2 separate regions of the Mus musculus genome follow, and region 2 is linked to region 1. The links are chromatin contacts, called in public HiChIP or PLAC-seq maps. All regions are on one chromosome and are shown on one strand. The core of a region is the stretch at or near the end of the contact, and the rest is flanking DNA. Distances in the headings are between cores, read along the strand shown. Region 1 overlaps Lpar3 (lysophosphatidic acid receptor 3). Region 2 has its middle 39 kb from the start of Gm40167.

Region 1 (2,830 bases), core at 238-2,737:
CCAGTACAACAAATGATTAACTTTTACAAGGCAAGAGACTTCAGTTATCTGACAAGGATAAATTAAAATAGAAATGAACCAGAAAACTCCTGGGGCCTCTCTGTGGAAATGTAACTTTCTGCCTTCTTTGGCTTTCCTCTGGTCGATGCTGGGATCTGAACTCGTGGAGAGCCGAGGGCGTATGGTGGGCAGGTTCCAGGACTCCTAGAGATCAGCCACTCACTGGGATCACTGGGTGACTCCTCTCATCCCTGGCCATGCAAAGACATTTATAAAACTATAAATTCCCTCGGAAAGCCCGTAATAAGAGCACAGTAGGCTTTGGCTAGGGCTAATTCTGACCTCCTCCCAGAGAAACTCCAAGACATTTAGAGACACCGAATGACTAGGATGCACGCAGCACACAACACATGCAGGCCAGCACACAGGCATGGTCTGTAGTTGAGAGCCACGGAATCAGGGAGGGAGATGGACACAGAGAAGTCAGTCAGGGAAGGGTCCTTCATGACAGGGAGACTGGTTGCTCTAGGGAAACAAGAAGAAACATTCATGATAACAGCGATCCACTCTCCAATTGCCAGAGAAGCTCTCCACACACGCACAAAGGGAAAAGGAAGATTCTTCTTGGGTCTTACATAACAACTGTCATTTTATAGCACACGGCCAAATATTGAGGGGTGTGTGTGTTATAGAGGTGTGTGAGAGTTAGAGAAACCATCACAAGCCAGGCAACAAGGGGCACATAAGCTTGGCATATGTCTTCCAACTCTTCTCCCATTGCACACTGGATCACTGGGCTCATTCCCTTGTCATCCAGCAACCTTGTACTGTCCCCATCCCCACGGCCTCCCACCTATTGGGCATGGCTGAAGGCTATTCTCAGGAATATTGTAATGTGTAGGGGTAATTTGCCCAGAAGGCAGATTTTAGGTGCTTTTCACACACACGTTGAATACACACATGTGCACACACACATAACCCCACATGCATATACAACTCTATGAGATGAAAGTATGTTTGCTTAACTATAGACATTATTTTATGATGTACGTATGTGTATTGAGATAAGTATAACAAAATGTCACACCAAAACCTTAAATATGCACAGTTTTAAAGGAAGAAAATAACATCTACTAAAAGAAAGGATATACTAGTTTAGAGAAAGTACAAGGTGAACTGGCAAAAAAAGAAAGGGAGGGAAGGAGGGAGGGAGGAAGGGAGGGAGGGAGGGAGGGAGGGAGGGAGGGAGGGAGGGAGGAAAGGAGGAAGGAAGGAAGGAAGGAAGGAAGGCTCAATAAATGACAAAAACGCAAAACCAAGCACCACAGAATTTCCAGTGAGTTCAATATAAATATCAAGATAAACACAAACGTAAGATTTCAACTGAATACAAAAGGAGTCTCCAGAGTGTTTCCTACTGTGAGTGAGTGCAGGCTTGAGAAGGGGCATTCCTCCTCACAGGAGAATGCCAACTTACTCATGGAGGCGTGGTGGGAAGGATGAATCACCCCTGGCAACTCTCACAGACATGAATGACTCCTGCAGAAGCCATTGAGAGGTGCAAGACAACCCTCAATGTGGACGGTCAGTGAGGAAGAGCCCATGAACAGAGTCAAGAATCCTTCCCAATAAACAGTAATAAACTCAGAAATGAAAACAGGCTGGCTTAAGGTGGGACAACCCAGTAGACACAAAATAAAATGGTGATCAAGGTCACAAGCCCAGAGATGAGACAGGATGGCTGCACGCACCCTCTGTTGTAAGAGTCTGAGAATGGAGTTTTGTTCTGCAACACTTTCACTAGCTGTCAAGACTTGAGTCTTGAAGCGAAGCCAAGGGATTGCCTTAAAGTTTTACTCATAAAGCACTTTCACTTCTTTTACTAAGACTACACATTTGCTTGGAAGGCCTTTGGGCAACCCGGCATGCTTCTTCAAGACTATATGACATCCATATTCCATTTCCCTGCCACTGGCCAAGACATCCCTTTATAACGCCACAAGTCAGCAAATGGCTGAGTCAAAGCCAGGGCTAGAAGAACCCAGCCTAGCGTCTCAGGAACAATAGGGACATAAGACTGTCAGATGAGCAAACAGAGAACCCGCCTCACAATCTCAGGGAAGAATAAGGCTGGCTGTTCTGGTGGGTAGCATACAGCCTGTCATGTCTGATGAGGGGAGATAAGACCTGTGAGAATGGGACAGAGGGTAGGTAAACAGGACAAGTTAGGGGGCAGGAGTTACACAGCCAAACCAGAACAGGGAATAAAGAAGGAAGAGGACCGTGATGAGGAGGTGGCTACAACCCAGGATGTAGGAACCTTTCCCTTAGGCAAAACTACTCTCATGACTCCTGGTTCTGTGGAGTCTTTCTGACTGAAAGACATAAATCGCCAAGGACCAGGCTCTGGTCCTGCTATCACTTTGCAGAGTGAGCCTTAAAAACTCAAGGCATCAGGGGCCCGTTTTCATGTCTACCCTCTCTAAACGTCTGTTCCCATTCTCTTCCTGGCCTTAAGAGGGTAGCTATCTCCTGGGGTTCATCTACAATGAACTGAGAGGAAAGGTGAGGTGAACCGTGGTCCTTCACTTTAAAGAGTCTTGGAACTTTGCCCTGTGCCTCCTCTTGCATGTGGTTAGGTAATCTCGGTTCAGCAATTAACTTCCTATTCAGGGCAGTTTCTTAAGCTCTGCTTACAATTCCCAACCTGAAGTCTAATGTGACCTCAAAGAACAGAAGAGAGGCCAGGGGAGAGAGGGCAATGATGTCCACTTGGTCCTGAAGACACCCACAGGAATATTGTGATACTCACGTATCCAGCGGCTGAGTG
Region 2 (2,858 bases), core at 280-2,779, 82 kb before region 1:
TAGCTAATATGACACCTTTACATATTTTAAATTGCATTCATAAATCAATGTGTTTTCTTTCTAAAAAAAAATCACTTCAATGTTTTGATTAAACTAATACAACCTTCTTATTATAACCTCCTGGAGTATCAAATCACAGAACACCCATAAATCAAGCTCACAAATACGGCTTAAGTTTGAGAGAATTTCACTAGCTGTCCATGTGCAATAGAATTGTCATTTAAAAACAGACCATACACACAAGTTAGAATTTTAAATTTGCTACTCACACTATTAGCTGAAATTATCTTAAATATTCCAGGCATGCGAGATGCTAAATACAGATCTCTTCACACAAAGTCCTAATATGTAACAGGCTGGGTTCCTTGAACATTGTTGTGCTTGCATACGGGCTACTCCTCATAAGCTGTGTGGGAATATGTGATCCCAGCTAGACTTGCTGTTTGAGGAGATCACACAACCTTTAGGAGGTAGAATCCTATCAGAATCTGAAATCAAGGGCTACTGAGAGCCTGCCTCTTCTGGGGTTGTACAGGAAGGGTGGGGCTCCCCTGCAGGATGCTAGCACCCCTCCTTCTACCTTAGCTTGTTGCCACATCACTGGCCTCTCTGTCCCTGTCTCCATGCCACCTTTTCTCAGTGTGTCTTCTGTGTCTTACAAGATCATTTATCCTTGGATTTGAGGCTTATTTGTGTCTTAGTCTGGGTTTGTATTCCTGCACAAAACATCATGACCAAGAAACAAGCTGGGGAGGAAAGGGTTTATTCAGCTTACACTTCCATACTGCTGTTCACCACCAAAGGAAGTCAGGACTGAACTCACACAGGGCAGGAACTGAACTTGGAGGGGAAAGCTGATGCAGAGGTCATGGCTCAAAGTAGAGAGTGCTATGACTGGATCCTAAAGAGCTGCCCTGGGTGTAAGGAGGAGAGGGTAGATGTGGGAGGCTAATCAGAGGTTGTGTAGGAATCCAGGCAAAGTCAAAGATGAGAAAAGCTCAGAGTGGGGAGTAGCCAGGGATGTGGCAAAAACGGGTCAGATGCTCCTTCTACCAGAGAAATAAGAGAAGTGATTTGTTGGTGCTTCCGAGGTAGGGTGTAAGAAGAAGAAAAGCTGAGGCAGACACTACAGTGTTTGATGTGAGCACTGTGGAGGTTCGTGTGATCCCTGCCTGAAGCAGGGGGATAAACTGAACAGGTTTGGGGTGAGAGGAAATGTTTTCTAAATATCAGAGTGGAATTTCCCTATGGGGTGAAGTTTCAGAAGGAAAGGACTTGGCTCTAAGTATACAATTAGAGTTACCAACATGTAGAAGATACTTGAAGTCATGTGACTGGTTGAGATGGCCACAGAGTGTGAATAAGAAGAGAAGAATGGGCCAGAGGAAAAGCCTACCAACATTCAGATGTCACGGAGAGAAGAAAGCCAGTAAAGGAGACTTGGAAAAGACAGCCAAGAGAACACAGTGCCCTGGGAGCCAGGGACCTCTGCGGTCTGTATCCAGCACTGTGGAATGAAGTTTTGTCATGCCTGAGTGCTTTGTAACAGCACTAGCAACAGCTGTCATTTTCCTGTCAGCCCAGCAATCTCTCTGTGGCTACTATCGTCTTTACATTTTCTGTCTATAGCAGTATCAAATAAATTAAATAAGCTAAAAAAAAAACCCAATCAGTTAAAAAGATCAAAAGGTATGCCTTGGGATAGTAATAATTTTTGAAGTATACTGTAACTTATTTACATAATCTGCATATCGCCACATCATATGCAAATACGCTTGCAGCGATCGATTCTTAGCTACTTCAATAACAGTAATGAATTTAATATCAGACCCTGCAATCTATGCAAAGGCAATTCTTTTTTTTTTTTCCATTTTTTATTAGGTATTTAGCTCATTTACATTTCCAATGCTATACCAAAAGTCCCCCATATCCACCCACCCCCACTCCCCTGCCCACCCACTCCCCCTTTTTGGCCCTGGTGTTCCCCTGTACTGGGGCATATAAAGTTTGCAAGTCCAATGGGCCTCTCTTTCCAGTGATGGCCGACTAGGCCATCTTTTGATATATATGCAGCTAGAGTCAAGAGCTCCGGGGTACTGGTTAGTTCATAATGTTGTTCCGCCTATAGGGTTGCAGATCCCTTTAGCTCCTTGGCTACTTTCTCTAGCTCCTCCATTGGGAGCCCTATGATCCATCCATTAGCTGACTGTGAGCATCCACTTCTGTGTTTGCTAGGCCCCGGCATAGCAAAGGCAATTCTTAAGGCACTTTTTGATTGTCGTGAGTATGAAGAGAGAATTGTCCCGTGGTTTGGACAGGACGGAGAAGAGGTGTGCAGCCACCCCCTCCCTCCCCCGCTCCTATGAGTACTTCCTGGTGCAGTAACCAGCCCCCAGCCCCCAGCCCCCAGCCCCCAGCCCCCAGCTCTTCTTGAGTCTGATCTTTGTTTTCTTCTCGCCAGTGTCTTTCTGGGGACCAGCAAAGTGTCTGTCCTGTGGCAAATGTTCTAGATTTGCCCAATAGATAACTGAGCAGTGTAGGCTGCATCTGTGAGTGACTTCAGCTACTTTCTTTGATAAAACTGCTCAGACAAACACAAAAATTATACTTAAAAGCCCCATTTATATATCTAGTTGGTTGCATACATTAAAAAGAGTTGTTTTATTTTTATTTCTGTGGTTGTGTGTGTTTGCACATATGTGTGGGTCCCCTCAGAGGACAGAAGAGGGATTCAATCCCTCAGAGTTGGACTTGTAGGCCATTTGAGGCACCCGATGTGGGTGCAGGAAACTGATGCAGAGCATCTATAAGCTCTCAACCTCTGAGCCATATCTCCCTTAATTTTTTTGACATTTTAT

The links. HiChIP or PLAC-seq counts read pairs in DNA pulled down with a chosen protein or histone mark.
Region 2: a CTCF HiChIP or PLAC-seq map of the NIH/3T3 cell line shows a contact between it and region 1, with 10 read pairs. The contact joins two enhancer-like sites. A contact is called at or near these places in 1 of 15 datasets of contacts at CTCF or cohesin (the NIH/3T3 cell line), 3 of 484 Hi-C or Micro-C datasets (epidermal suprabasal cells and nephron progenitors) and 3 of 115 datasets of contacts at active chromatin or transcription factors (embryonic stem cells, forebrain and stem cell-derived neural progenitor cells).

Annotation. Positions count from the first base shown.
Region 1 is chr3:146,224,253-146,227,082 of GRCm38.p6, reverse strand. The region is part of intron 1 of Lpar3 (lysophosphatidic acid receptor 3); the gene reads right to left. Among named protein-coding and RNA genes, the nearest start is that of Lpar3, 4.7 kb to the right of the region's middle. Within about 2 kb of position 1,487, at least 34 of the 459 cell types and tissues checked have an H3K27ac peak or open chromatin away from gene starts, as enhancers often do. A contact at or near this core is called in the NIH/3T3 cell line, where this site is marked.
Region 2 is chr3:146,306,137-146,308,994 of GRCm38.p6, reverse strand. No RefSeq gene overlaps it. Among named protein-coding and RNA genes, the nearest start is that of Gm40167, 39 kb to the left of the region's middle. Within about 2 kb of position 1,529, at least 31 of the 459 cell types and tissues checked have an H3K27ac peak or open chromatin away from gene starts, as enhancers often do. A contact at or near this core is called in the NIH/3T3 cell line, where this site is marked.